Linked DNA regions of Mus musculus: region 2 is linked to region 1. The links are chromatin contacts, called in public promoter capture Hi-C maps. All regions are on one chromosome and are shown on one strand. Each heading gives the region's core, a stretch centred on a gene start, on an enhancer-like site or on the middle of the called end of the contact. The rest is flanking DNA. Distances are from core to core; before and after follow the strand shown.

Evidence for each region. Promoter capture Hi-C pulls out the DNA fragments that hold promoters and counts their contacts.
Region 2: a promoter capture Hi-C map of hippocampal neurons shows a contact between it and region 1, with 3 times the contacts expected there. The contact joins the promoter of 4931419H13Rik here to the enhancer-like site in region 1. A contact is called at or near these places in 8 of 39 promoter capture datasets (the 3T3-L1 cell line, 3T3-L1-derived adipocytes, Sertoli cells and 3 more), 2 of 484 Hi-C or Micro-C datasets (the N1E-115 cell line and cortical neurons), 2 of 115 datasets of contacts at active chromatin or transcription factors (embryonic basal ganglia and stem cell-derived neural progenitor cells) and 3 of 9 other capture datasets (adipose tissue, embryonic stem cells and pancreatic islet).

The regions. Positions count from the first base shown.
Region 1 is chr3:54,856,627-54,859,763 of GRCm38.p6, forward strand. No RefSeq gene overlaps it. Among named protein-coding and RNA genes, the nearest start is that of Rfxap, 50 kb to the left of the region's middle. Within about 2 kb of position 1,490, at least 1 of the 459 cell types and tissues checked has an H3K27ac peak or open chromatin away from gene starts, as enhancers often do. A contact at or near this core is called in hippocampal neurons, where this site is marked.
Region 2 is chr3:55,053,570-55,056,600 of GRCm38.p6, forward strand. 4931419H13Rik (RIKEN cDNA 4931419H13 gene) reads left to right here and starts at 1,673. Exons shown (of 8, transcript NR_040593.1): 1 at 1,673-1,867. Ccna1 (cyclin A1) reads right to left here and starts at 1,486. Exons shown (of 9, transcript NM_007628.3): 1 at 1,396-1,486; 2 at 764-949. The coding sequence starts at 928.

The DNA.
Region 1 (3,137 bases), core at 240-2,739:
AGGGCAGGAACCTGGAGACAGGAGCTGATGCAGAAGCCATGGAGGGGTGCTGTTTACTGGCTTGTTTCCCCTGGTTTGTTCAGCTTGTTTTCTTATAGAACCTAGAACTACCAGCCCAGGGATGGCACCACCTACAATGGGCCCTCCCCCTTGTTCACTAATTGAGAAAATGCCTTACAGCTGGATCTGATGGAGGTATTTCCTCAAGGGAGGATCTGTGATAACTCCATCTTGTGTCAAGTTGACACACAAAACCAGCCAGTACAATGGGATTGTACTGAAAGTGAAACAAAAATGAAGACAGACACAAGAATACAGCCTGAGCAGTGTGAAGGGACAGAAGGAGAAACTTACTGTCAGATGGACAGGCAGGACTCAGAAGACTTCATTCTTCCAGGTTACCATTTTAAGATGTCAGAGACATGCACATTTTCCTAGGCTAAAAGAGTGAGCAGAAAGAGCCAAGTTGTAGTTACAGGAGATAGAAGGGTGCAAAGGTATTGTTTAGGGCGCCGAATTTCTGCATGTGTCAGAGAGAGAGAGAGAGAGAGAGAGAGAGAGAGAGAGAGAGAGAGAGAGAGAGAAGAGAGAGAGAAGCAGAAATGGGAGGGCTTTCTTCTAATTTCAGTGTTGGTGAAGGAATAGATAAAGATATTGATATTAGACTTCAGGTCCCAGAGGATCCAGTAAACGAGTCACAAGTAGCAAGAAAGCTGGGCTCAGATCAGCATCAGAGGCTGCTATGCAGGCTAATCAGGCCAAATCTGCATAACTCATCCATAAAAATGTCTGCAGCCATCAGATTTTATTTCCATCCAACTCTGAGAGCAGGCACTTAAAACAGCTGAATATTTTATTAACCAGACAAAAAGTTTATCCGAAAACTTCCCGTAAGGAGAAGCTTGAGTCTAATCCACCCCCTCCATGTCATATTTCTTTGTGACAGATGCTTCTCATTCCGAGTTCTTATTTACATAGAGCGCAGACATATTGTCATTACAGATAATTAGTCTTAAAAGCATTAGCTTTCCTCACACTCGTTTTAACTTCCTCATTCATCCATTAGCCTGTTAAGGAAAATATGCTCGCCATGAGGTTGTGGGTCCGACTCTATTTCTGCTCAGTTGCTGAAGAATTTTGATGACTCCACTATTCCAGATTTTTCATCTTCCTTGCATTTTTTCCCCGTGAAGATAATTGAATCACAAAATTAATTGAATCACAAAATTCGGTGAGAGGTCCCTGAAATATCAGACGACAGATTTGGGCTGGGGAGTCTGTCTATATTAAATGATGAACAAATGACAATATTTTAAGGTTGGGAGGAGAGAGTTTTTCAGATTTTTTTTCAGCTCATCTATTTAGCTAATGACAGCATTTAAAAAGTAAATTATTGAATTTGGGTAGAAAATACAACACATGGTAACCTTTCTGTAAAAGAACATATTGCAAGCAGGGACTCAGTTGGATCCCGTGTACAGCATCTCTTTGATGTGTTTTAACAAAGGCCTCAGTGCCTGCAGTAGTAAAATTGCTCTCCTAGGTTGGTACAGTGTTTTGTTCCAGTTCCAAGATTAGCTGTAATTTAGCTGATGGATACATGTTAAATTATGTTATAAAACTTTAGGAAGGGGATCTGGGTATGGTAGCATCTGCCCAGAACGCAGGAGGAAACGGTTGCAGGGAGATTGCTGGAAATTAGAAGCTAACCTGGGCTACCCAATGATTTCAAGGCCAACCTGGGATGCAGAGTGAGCGTTTATCTCACAGTGAACAAAAGCAGAATTATACGGAAAAGGAAAATGTGAAATAGACATTTTGGGGTTCTCAGAGGAAAAGGAGAGAAGAGAATATTTGATAAGATATCGACCAGGGAGTTTCTAGGATGACTGAAACACATGGATACTTAGATTTTAGAATAAAATTGGAATTGGAAGCACATGAAGTAAAATAACTCTACAAATATGTGTCAATATCAGGGTAGCTTTAGGGCCTCAATATAAGAAGGAATAGAAGTAAGTAGCCTATGTTGTTTGCTTGGGCTCTTCACTTCTAATGAGCTCTGGAGACAACTGGAAAGCTATAAAGAGTGCCGACATGGCCTTTCTTCTCTAAGACTGATTCAGGTGTGCCCAAGGGCAGGATTTGGGACCCATGTTTCTAACTAGCTTACAGGTCACACTCTAGGGTGACAGTATCACTATTGACAGTACATGACACTAAGAACACAGGTTGTGTTCTTGTGTCTGATTTCATTTCTGCTTCACTTTCACTTTATGACCCCACTGTGTCGAGCATCTGCCAGGATTCTGAATTCCCAGAAAGGAGGGTTGCAACCCAAGAATTTTCTTTCACATTTGGTCAGATAATTTTGGTAGGAATAAAATAAATGGGCTGAAAGAGAGCAAACATAACAACAAGGAGAGCTGAGAGCCACAGAGATGGCGCAGTGGCTAAGAGCACTTGCTGCTTTTTCAGAAGACCTGGGTTACATTCTCAGCACCCACACAGCAGCTCACAACTGTCTCCAGCTCCGGGGAGCTGACGCCCTCTTCTGCCCTTTATGGGCACTGCAAGTTTGTAGTGTGTGTGTCTGTGTGTCTGTGTGTCTGTGTGTATGCATGCAAGTACTCATGAACATAAAGTTTTCCAAGAAGATACAACCACACCAATATATTAAAATGCATTAAATTTCAACACATTTTCATGTAAATGTCTTAGGAAACTGAGAACAGAAAGGGACACCAAAATCTATGTACAAAGATCCCTCAGTAAATACTGTTCCTGACAAATCATTAGAAACATACGGTTCACAATTCAGACAAGAGGGCTAAGGATGCCGCTCAGTGTTCGAGCATTTGCCCAGGATGTGCAAGACCTTGAGGCTGATTCCCAGTAATTCTCAACTTCCACTGACCCTTAAGAAAAAATAAAAAGGAAAATCTAGTGGAAAAAAATAGGCTAGCTATAATAGCATGTCTTCAGTATGGAACTGGAATTTTCAGATTAAAAAACACAGAGGACATAAGAGAGAAAAACTAAAGTTGTAATTAACCATAGGCAATGATTATTTACATTAAAAAGCCATCATAATTTTTAAAATGTGAGCAAGGTCACTGTTGCATTTATAATGAGTG
Region 2 (3,031 bases), core at 423-2,922, 200 kb after region 1:
TGGACTCGAAGGCAGCAGATGAGAGGGCCTCTGAATGGGCCTCTACCACACTTTGTACTTCCGGACTGGACTCTTGTAAGCACTGGATTCCATAGACTTGTAATAGAGGTGAAGCATCATCATCATTATCTAGCAGCAGGATCAAGGGAGATTTTATTTTCTATCTCAAAAAAAAAATCATTGTTGTAGATTCAGATTTCTTCTCTTAAATGTCTGAATATCTGTCTTCAAGGGAAAATCCTTTAGTCAATTTGAAGCAGACAAGTAAGCAAATACCTCAGTGACCATTCCTGGTCTGTAGTGGTAGAGATGTGTGCTCTAATACCAACCTCTAGTTCATAAAGTAAGCTGGTGTATCCTGGTACACACAGTGCGGCCACAGAACACAACACAAGCTCTCCCCGATTAATTCGTGGTAGCCTAGCTCCTACTGAACATCTTTCTGGCGGCTCAGAGCATCTCCAGGGCTATAGGACAGTGTAATTTCATTCTTTCTGACTAGCCCTTGAATCACTTAACCCAAACAGTTCCTACATACACATATGCACACATGTGCACACACGTGCACACAGATGCACACTATCATAGAAAGCCTTCTTTGTCCTTGGCATCGTTCTCCATGTATTTGACATGCAGGCACAAGTGCATGAGTGCATGCACACACACACACACACACACACACACACACACACACACACACACACGCATACTGCCACAGCAAGCCTTCTCCGTGGCATATTTCCTGGTGCTCCTGGGTCATTACCTGGCCACAGGTCCTCCTGTACTGCTCATTTTCAGTCAACACCCCTAGCACGGTTCTCTGTGGGGGATCCTGGCCAAGCTGAGCTCTGCTGAGCATTTGACAAGCATCAGGACCTTGGCCCACTGGAGGCAGAGCGACTCCACTCTTGGAGCTCTGGCGATGCATTGCCTAGTAAGCCACAGCCTGCTGCTATCCAGGAAAGAGGAGACACAGTTAGTTTACCTCTCAACCTAGGGACCCGGAAATGCAGAGAACTCTGGAGTGCCAAGCTCCAGAGTCACTACCAATGTCCCAACTTCCCGACAAACATTAAGGTCCCAAGTGACAGCTCAGGCATCAGAGCAACCAACTCAGAACCAAACAATGGCTGAATGGGCTTTAATATGACCCCAGGCTAAAGGTTGCAGAGAGAGCCGGATGGAGCCCAAACTCCACGCCAGGATTGTCTGCCCACATTGATTTAGGGCAGAGGGAAGCAGAACCTAAGATTCCTGATCCTCCTTCCCTCGCCCCCTTCCAGATTTGATTCAAAATCCAAGATCCCTGGCTGGGAAAAGGTGAGTTCCCTTCCCAAGTGACAAGCAGGCGCTTCTCTCCAGAAGTAAGGCCCCCAAACCTGCTTGGGAACCCACAGCAGGCCCTGCTTCTCAGGTTCTTCTCTGTCTGGGCGATTAGCAAGCGCACCCCGGCCGGGGCCGGGCGGGCGGGGCCGTGCGCGGAGGGAGGGGACCCGGAGAGGAGAGATTCCAGGGGGCCGGTTCCAGCAGCCTCGGCTAGTGCGCTCGCCACTGAGGACTTTCGACCCAGCCGCGTCTGTTGAATCAGCCAATCAGCGGCCACCCCGAGCCCAGCAGAGCCGCTTCCATGCCAACCGCGGCGGGCGTGCGCCCGGGTCCTCATCGTCCTGGCGACCGCTCACCTGCAGCTCTGCCCGCTGATGCTCGGCCCCCGGGGCGCTGCCGGGCGGGGCCAACCGCGCAGCCCCGGGCTCCTGAACCGCAAAGCCAGGCGTGCCAGGCGCACCGAACCGCACTGCACCGCACGTCGCCACTTGCACCCCTCTGGTCGATGTCACCAGGGAGGGCTGACGGCGGCTTACACACGGTAGCCTCCCTGAAAGGGACAGTTCCCCAGGAGCCGGTTCCCCCAACAGCTACGAACCCCTCCCGCCAACGTCTCCTGCGCGGCCCGCTCCCGAGAACCCTGGCTCGGGAGAGCGACGCGGGGTCCTCGGGCTGAGGCCGCGGCGCCCTCCTGGCCGGCCCGAGGGCGCGGCTCGCTCCCCTTCCCCATCTCCTTCTCTCGGACGCCTGCCCCACGGGCTCCCGACCCTGGGCGGCGGAGGGCTGTGCCACAGCTTAGCCTTCCAGGGTGGTCAGGGGCCGGAAGTGTGGCAAAGGGAGCCGGGAGAGATTTGGGGCCGTAATGTAACTCGAGGTGCCCCAGCCACCCGTGAGAGGTCTTCCCCTTGGGCACCGCTGGTGCGGGGAAGAGGAAGGAATGCGGGGAGCCTCTGTGGCTTGGATGTTGAGAGATTCTGAGCTGAGGTCATTGCTCCGATGACCCGGCCACGGCCACGTGTGAAAGGAGAGTCCCAGGACTGGGAGTGGGAGTTTAACCAAAAAGAAGGTTCTAAAAGGGCAAGGCAATTCTTGAATCATGGAAACCCTGGCACTTGTAGAGGTGACAGGCAATCAGCAAACTGAGTTTACATAATTGGTTAACTTTTTTTGAAAATATATACACACGTGTACTCACATATATGTGAGCACCAGATGTATATGTCTATGCATCATATATCAGTATATATGAGTGTATATGCATACATGCACAGACACACACACACACACACATCCTGTAACTGCTTTTGCTTAGAAATAAAATCCACCCCTAAATTCTAAAAGCAGTTCCAAAGGCCATCCAAACTTTAAGCAAAGGTCGTTAGCCTGCCTAAGTGTATTATTAATTGATGCGTTCACGAGAGAGGGGGTTAGCAGATGTGAACTGTCTCAACCGACTAGACGCAGAAGATTCTAGGAAAAGTGTGGCCCATCTTGTGGAGAGGGCTTTGCGAAGCGTTTCACCAACCCATACTGGATGCAGAAGCGCAAAGCTTCCTTGTTCTGGATGACATGTTGCATCCTCTAATTCTCAATTCTCGTGCCTTCAAACATGGAGACAACACACAGGATGCGGGAACATCTTGGTTGCTGCCATAGATGTTCATAAGTCATCCAGGCCCAAAGGAGCTGTTTTGCAAGGTGCTCT